Regions from separate parts of the Sus scrofa genome. Here region 1 is linked to region 2. A link is a contact called in public HiChIP or PLAC-seq data. All regions are on one chromosome and are shown on one strand. Each heading gives the region's core, a stretch centred on a gene start, on an enhancer-like site or on the middle of the called end of the contact. The rest is flanking DNA. Distances are from core to core; before and after follow the strand shown. Region 1 overlaps RNF2 (E3 ubiquitin-protein ligase RING2). Region 2 overlaps FAM129A (protein Niban-like).

Region 1 (4,011 bases), core at 557-3,056, 210 kb after region 2:
CCTGCCATGTCTGATTCTGATACTTGCTTTGTCTCTCAAATTGTGCTTTTGCCTTTTGGTATGCCTTGTAATTTTTTCTAGATAGCCTGACATGATGTACTAGGTAAAAGGAACTGCTGCAGAAAGGCTTTTAATGATGTGGCAGTGAGGTGTATGGGGGGAGGGGAAGGATTATGTAGTCCAGTAATTGGTCTCAGAGCCTATACCTCTGGGCTCTGAACTTCACAAGTGGTTCTTAGATTTTTCTAACCCCCTTTATGTGGGACAGAATGATCAGAGTTGGGTATTCCCTTACCCAAGTCACTTAGGTTCTCATAATATCCTAGAAGGTTAGGTTTTGGTTAACTTGTTTTCCCTGAGGGCAGGCCTTGTTAAAAGGACTGGAGTGCTCTGGCATATTTAAAACTGGTTCCTTTCCCCTCCCTCTGCTGAGTGTAGGAGGGGATTTTTCTCTGTTAATTATGCTGGGAATCTGGTTGGGCGATTGGAGGTAGATTTCACAATACTGCGGGGGCTACCCTGTGACTGGGTCTGCCTGGAGTTTTTAATTCTCAGATTTATCCACATTGAGCCACCTTCAACAAATTTGCAGTTGTAATTTCAGAGTTTCCTACCTGACACTGGTTCCTGCTGAGGTTTTTGCTCCTGAGTCTGCTCTGGTATATTGAGATTCCCTGTATTCTGTCTCTCCAATCTTGCGGCAGTGGTTTGCCTTGTGTACCCCCCTTTTATGTGGATCCCAGAAGAGTTATTTTTTTGGTCTGTTCAGCTTTTTACTTGTTAGGGCAGAGTGGTAACTTACATGCAGAACTGGAAATGAAAGTCTAACCTTTTTCTTGTTTTAGAAAAGATAAACTTCCTAAATCTTTTTGTGTAGAATGAATAGGAGTTTTCGTCTCTTTTGCCTGCTGTATCCTTTGCTTTATGGGTGATCGCTTACTGAGGAATGTTGTATTGAAAAAGCGTTTGAAACCACATTGAGCCTCTGCAGAGGAACTTGGTGATCTCCCATGTGTGATGATGCGGGAAGTCAGCGTGAATGCCAGGTGTTTGTGGTTCCTAAAAGAGCATTCTGAATATCATGTTGATAGTTCCCCTTCAGTTATTGAAGCTGTGAGCTTTGAAAATCTACCTATGGCAAGATCTTTCCTCAAGATTTATTTTTGTTTCTGACACTGCTATTAAAGTTACTTTGTCCAAATTGTAGTGCTAATAACATCCTCTCCACACATTTGAGTGCCTCTTTTGTACAAGAACTATTTCTGTTTTGTTGGGTATCTCTTTTATTCAGAAGTATAATTTAGGTGTTAAAAACTAGGGCTTGGACTACAGGTAGACCTAGATCTTCTTTCTCTTGTGCTGCAAGTATCTTCAGGCAGTAGTCAACTGGGAAGCACATTTCTGTTGCTGGAAAGAATCCCTAAAATTGTTTTGACACCTCATTTACCACCTTTGTTTAGAGTTTTGGCTCTACTCTCCGGCCCTTCAGGTTATAATTAATACCTGTGTATTAGTAGTATGAGTACGTAGATGACTCTCAAATACTAGTCATCAAAATCAAAATTCATTCCCATCTGAAAAAAAGGTAAATGTCCTTCACATTCTTGGTTTGGGCAAAAATGAGGTACAGGTAGAAATACAGTTTCTCACTAAATCGAAGAAGGGAAAATGTTTTTTTGATTTGAGGGAAGGGTAGAATTTAGGTTAAATGTCAGTAAAACAATGTGTTGACCTAAAGCAAAGAGGAACTAATTCTGGAGAGCTTATCTGTTCAGTAACTGCCAAAAGTGGCAATTTGAGCTTCTTAAATACATGCAGATCATGTGCTTTAGGCCAAAGTAGACATTACAGATTTCTCTGTATATGTGGATTGTGTCTTGAGACAAAAACAAACCAAAAAAATGGAATTTTTCATTCTTAGATCTCCTTTTGACCCTCCTGGTCAAGGTCACAGGAGAGGTCACTAAATATTGTTCATATCTACCTACACCGCTGAAATGTTCTCAAAAATCGAGGTCACCAAGGTTTTGGTGATCAGCAAGATTGTATCATTTTTTTTTTTTTTTTGATCTCAGTATATTATCTGGTAAGATAGCATCCATGCAGTAGCATATATCTTATCTAGTTACTAGGGAACATGTGATTGGCTGCAATACAGATTTAAACAGTGAGACTGGAAAACTTTTAAGAATCATGTAGATCTGGGGAGTTCCCATTGTGGTGCAGAGGAAACGGATTCAATTAGGAACCATGAGTTTGCGGGTTCGATTCCTGGGTTTTAAGGATCTGGCATTGCTGTGAGCTGTGGTGTAGGTTGCAGACGTGGCCCAGATCCTGCATTGCTCTGGCTGTGGCTTAGGCCGGCAGCTCTAGCTCCAATTGGACCCCTAGCCTGGGAATTTCCACATGCCATGAGTGTGGCCCTAAAAAGCAAAGAAAAAAAAAAAAGAAGGAGAATCATGTAGATCTTAGTGTTGCAGATGATACCATGAAATTCTGGAACTACAACTAAGTTGCAAATTTCTTCCTGAATCTGAGTTTCCACAGGTATACAACTATCCAAAGCAGGTATAATTTGGTTATATCCAGGATAACTTTATCTCTAGAAAATTCTAGGAGAATTTTTTGAAAGTTCTTATTAATTTGCTGAGAAAGCTTTCTCGAGACAGGTGAAAGGAGTGTTCTGTTTATAGCTGACCCCAGAGTAATAGTGGTAGGTTGGGACGTGGGTTAGGATTTGGAATTCTTAGAAATTCCTCCTATCCAAGTAGTTTTAATTCTCTGATGGAGTCAATATGTGTTATGTAGGATTTATGGTAGAAGTAGTGGCACTTGTATCTTCAGGAAGCTGTAGATGGAAAGCTGACCATCTGTATTTAAAGGTAGTTCACTTTTTTTTTTTGGTCTTTCTGCCTTTTCTAGGGCCGCTTCCCGTGGCATATGGAGGTTCCCAAGCTAGGGGTCGAATTGGAGCTGTAACTGCCGGCCTATGCCAGAGCCACAGCAACGCGCGATCCGAGCCAGGTCTGCGACCTTCACCACAGCTCACGGCAACGCCGGATCCTTAACCCACTGAGCAAGGGCAGGGATCGAACCCGCAACCTCATGGTTCCTAGTTGGATTCGTTAACCACTGAGCCATGACGGGAAGTCCAAAAGGTAGTTCACCTTGAACTCAACAATAGGAAGTCTCAGAGCATTCTCAGAGCAGCATCATTTGTAGGTTTGGGACCATGTTCACACACACACACCCCTTTATTTGCTAATATGGAGCAGTGCCTTTTCTGATATTTTTATGGTTGTTCAAGGCCATATCTTTACGAATAGGTTCTTGAAGCTTAGATGCTGAAGGATCTTTTGATTTTGTTTTTTTATCTGAAGGGGTGTATGTTTGTTTTAGTTGTAGTTTGTCATTTTTCTAAAGCTCTTCTAACATTTTCAGCACTGTTTTGGAAAATATCCAGATTTGCAGTTTTCCATATTCCTTTTTTTAAAATCCTGTATTTTAGATTTTATGCTATTAAGAAGAAGAGGGGGCAGATTCTTTTTACATTGCCTTTAGGGTATTGAATGCCTTGAAGCCAGTTTCTTATGTCTCCAAATATTGTTCAGTTTCTTGTTTATAGCCTTGAATTTTAGTCTAGCTTTTAAAGGAAAGAAATCAGAGAAGGCCTTACGTATCACTCTCCTTTTCTTGCTTTCTCTAGTCCCTGTTGAATGTTTTGCAAAGGGTTTTTTTTTTTTGTTTGTTTTATTTCTTTTTTAGCAACCGTTTTTCAATCACGTTTATACATCTGAGAGGTTACAAGTAAATGGATTCATTAGTATAAGCCTGGGATTCCTAGACAATTAGTGTCTAACAGAATGTGAAATTCAGTAGGAACCATTAGTCTGTCTGCCTTACAGTTTTAGAAGGTCTTTTATTATAACTCTTAGCCCTAAACCTTACCTTAATTTAGTTTCCATTGGTTTACCTACTATCGCAGCAGTCTTAAGTGGGTATGGATCATTG
Region 2 (4,015 bases), core at 154-2,653:
ATTTCTCTTTTATAAAATGCTAAAGAAGAAAACACATTACATCCTTTGTCCAAATGAGAACTACCAATTGAGACATAGATCCAGCTCTTAATTATCTCTGTTGACTAAGGAAAGCGACGACGATGATAATTTCTGAGCCTGTTTGCTTCTGTACGAGGTGTGTATTTACATTTGAATTCAGATGAGCCTAATGTCGCAGTGATTCACCTTCTATGAGAGAACAAAGCTGCCTGATGGGGAATTAACTCGTGCTCTGCTCCCGCTCCTTCCTGACTTCATGCGGTGGACATCTCAGACCAAAGCTGGTTAAAACCGCTCCTTTCTCTTTCCTTCCTTTGTTCCTTATCCAGCCCCATCAAACCCACACACGCACTCGCATGTACACACACTCAAATACACACACACAGGAACAGATCTTTCCTTGGGCTGCAGAAAGTAACCAATACTGGTTTTAAAGACCTCCCGCAGGGTAATAGAAGGGAAAGTGGTAGGGCAGAGACTCTAGACCAGCGCTAATCAGGGGAAATGTAATGAAAGCCACATATGCTAGTTTAAATTTTATACTAGCCACATCATAAAAGTAAAAAGAAAGTTAATTTTAATAAAAGTAATATATATGTGTAGATTTAAAAAAAAATTTTTGTGTGTGTGTGTGTGTGTGACTGCCTGCAGCATGCCAAAGTTCCTGGGTCAAGGATTGAACCCAAGCCATAGCAGTGACAATGCCAAGTCTTTAACCACTAGACTACCAGGAAACTCCAAGAATAAATTTTATCTAAATCAATATATCTAAAATATGTAAGCAATAGAAAAATTATTAATGAGGTAGTTTTACATTCTTTTTTTTTTTTTGGACTCTTTTTGAAATCTGGTGTGTATTTTATACTTTCAGCACATTTCATTTCAAACTATCTACATTTCGAATGATCAGAAACCATATGTGGCTAGTGGCTACCACATTAGACTGCATAGCTCTAAATGTCCATGGTTTAAATTACACTATTTATCTGAGCGGTGACAGAGGTAGGAGGCAATAAAAGAGAGCATGCCCCTGCACATGTGAACCCAATTCAAGCAATGTCATTACAAAGAAGATGTATTCAGATCTTTCCTACTTTAGGTCAATCAAGAAGGAAAAAATCTGACTATCTCTAATTCATCATTACACACACAACACAGTTCATCCACTAGAACAATCCTCGGATCACAACAATGCACAAAAATAAGAAATAGGATGACTTGCAACAAGTTTCTATATGGATTAAGGCTAGAGTTGAAGACCTTTGACAATTATATCTCACTCATAAACCCTGCCCTATGGGCAGTGAGGAATCCTTGTGGCTTTAACTTGGAGGGCTCTCTAACAACAAGGCGGTATCATAATAGTCCTGCTTAGAGTGGCTAACCACTAACGGACATATTAGATGAGATCATTTCCAAACAGGATACAGCCTTACAACAATCTGCTATATTTATAGCAGAAAATTGTTCACCCCTCTCTTATGCGCTCCCCCAAATTAAAAACAGCTAAAACGCTTGATGGATGGAGGTGCCTCCTGTTCCTACTGTAAACAATTGCAGTGGTTGCTTTAGACTTGAATTAGGTGATGTAATTAACTCATTCCATGGAACTCTTTGCAAGAATTGGCCCAATGATCTCATTCCCTTATGATAAAACAGAGAAAGAGGAAATGAAAAGAAAAACCTCAATTCCTGTATTGTAAGTTTCAGAGCTTCTGAATGCATGTAGTGGAGAGGGGGAAGGGAGGACACTTGCATATATTTTTTACGTTGATGTGTTAGAGTTAGAGGTTATAAATAAATACCTATTCGGTGTTCACAGTTCTTAATGGTATTTTTACCACTAAAGAAGACATGATGAAATCGTAACTAGAATAGGCTTTTAATCTCTAGTTAATTTCTCTACTAGGAGGGCAGTATTTATTTATTTAATAACTGAAACATCATATAAATTATTCCAGACCTATGATCATTATTGATAAGACTAAAGGCTAATATTTATTAGGTAGCACACTTGATGGGTGGATTTACAATCAAAACTCACCCCGTTCAGGTCATTCAGAAGACATTCCCTCAGTCTTTCCGTACATCACATTTTAGAGTTCTCATCCTCAGAGAGTTCTCCCTCATGGGTGACCTACATTTCTCAGGTTACAACTGAGAACATTTCTACAAGTAGCATTTTTTGTTGTTGTTGTTTGTCCATCTGTTTTCTTTAAGCATCTTCGGTGGAGTTAGAAATACCATTGGAAAGTCGTTATTGTGTCTTCTCAGACCTTTTCTTTCAAGCTGTGTAATACAAGTATCTCTAATTTTCCTTAACAGTTTTTATTTTCCAGCACCATACCTAATTTTTGAATCTCCTTTGATGGCACTCTGCAACTCCACATTTCTTAAGTTTTAGGCTGTGTGTAGTTTCCCCTGTTTAATTGTGTGCACATGTAGTATAACCTTATTTTAGACTGCCCTCACCCCCTGGCTTCCAGCAGTCTTGAATCCTCTTAATCTACTCTATTATTTTCCCATAGCACTTATTACCTTTTATCATGTTATATAATTTGCTTATTTATTATGTTTATGGTTTATTTGCTGTCTCCACCATTGGTCCCTAACTAGAATATAAGTGTCATAAGAATAGGAATCTTTGTTTTGTTCATTGCTGTATCTGGAGTACCTAGAATAGTGCAAGAATATGTGCTTGGCATATTGTATATGCTCAGTAAATATTTGTCTAGTAAATGAATGTGGACCTGATCAATGTAAATTCATACAGTTTCTGATTAAATTAATGTGTAAGTATTCATCTAGAGCCATCTTCCTAGCGGACTGGTAAGTATATAAGGCAAGACACAATTAAATGTCTAAATTTAAAATAAATGTTTATTTCATTACATTATTGAAGAAAACTGGGTTATACTGGCAGAATTCATTCTTTAAAAGTTTGTTACTCTCCAGTAGTAGGCATTGGGAGTACTAATTATTTCTGGTTTATTCCCCTATCTTTCTAATTACGAATACTGAGTCCACAAATCTAGAATATTCAGAGATATGCTCAATGACTTCTCAATTTAAATATAAGTATCAAATATTAAATCTATTTTAGGCTCCTGACTAACCTCTCTACATGTTTTATAAGTTAGAGCTCAGTATTTTAGGTTAAAAAATATTTTGCCTACATGCTATTTGGAGGAAAACATACCCACTTCCATTTTTTTAAACAGCAATTCTATTGATATGGGTTTATTCTTGATCCCCACTTTATCCCCAATGCTTATTATGGTTCCTAAAATATAGCAGGGGAAATAACAAATATTTATTTATTTAATGGAAAATAATTCTGGCTAACTGGGAAAATTCTGAACAAGGACATTTGGGGGAAAAGCAACGTATACAGTGTATTCAAAAAATTTTATAAGTAGGAAAAAAAGTGATAATTGACTGATGTAGAACTGAAAAAAATCAATTTCCAACCAGAATTATTATTTCTAATGGCCTAATCTCTATCATATATTCACTCACTCACCAAACATTGGATGAAAATATTTGATGTACGAGTCACTATGAAGAATTCTCTAAACTCAAAGGAATATCATTTGGGTCATGGGCATGAAGCTTAGTGTGGGAAATAATGATAAACCCATCATCTGTTCACCATTGTGTTCCCAGCACCCAAACAATCACAAGACATATGCTCAATTTGGTAAAAGTGGTACAAAGAACGGATAATTATCCATAAGGCAATAAAGGGTGTGATAAATGTTATCAGAGAAAGTGAAGGGCCATGGGAGTTAAGAAGGAAAAGGAATCCCTCTGGTTTGGGGTGGAACATTTTTCCTGGAACAGGGAGCTTAGTGGACAAGGATAGGTTAAACTGTGGCAGGTGATAGGTGTTCAAAGCACACAGGCAAACCACACAGAGCATTTCTGATCTGTCCCCCCCAAACAGCATTTCCTGTTTTCAAATACTTGAGCTATGAAATCTTCAAACCAACCC

What was found. HiChIP or PLAC-seq counts read pairs in DNA pulled down with a chosen protein or histone mark.
Region 1: a contact with region 2 is called in an H3K27ac HiChIP or PLAC-seq map of alveolar macrophages. The contact joins two enhancer-like sites. A contact is called at or near these places in 1 of 47 Hi-C or Micro-C datasets (embryonic fibroblasts) and 1 of 2 datasets of contacts at active chromatin or transcription factors (alveolar macrophages).

Annotation. Positions count from the first base shown.
Region 1 is chr9:126,262,970-126,266,980 of Sscrofa11.1, forward strand. All of the region lies in intron 1 of RNF2 (E3 ubiquitin-protein ligase RING2), which reads left to right. Among named protein-coding and RNA genes, the nearest start is that of SWT1, 82 kb to the right of the region's middle. Within about 2 kb of position 1,807, at least 5 of the 83 cell types and tissues checked have an H3K27ac peak or open chromatin away from gene starts, as enhancers often do. A contact at or near this core is called in alveolar macrophages, where this site is marked.
Region 2 is chr9:126,052,813-126,056,827 of Sscrofa11.1, forward strand. All of the region lies in intron 5 of FAM129A (protein Niban-like), which reads right to left. Among named protein-coding and RNA genes, the nearest start is that of EDEM3, 72 kb to the left of the region's middle. Within about 2 kb of position 1,404, at least 10 of the 83 cell types and tissues checked have an H3K27ac peak or open chromatin away from gene starts, as enhancers often do. A contact at or near this core is called in alveolar macrophages, where this site is marked.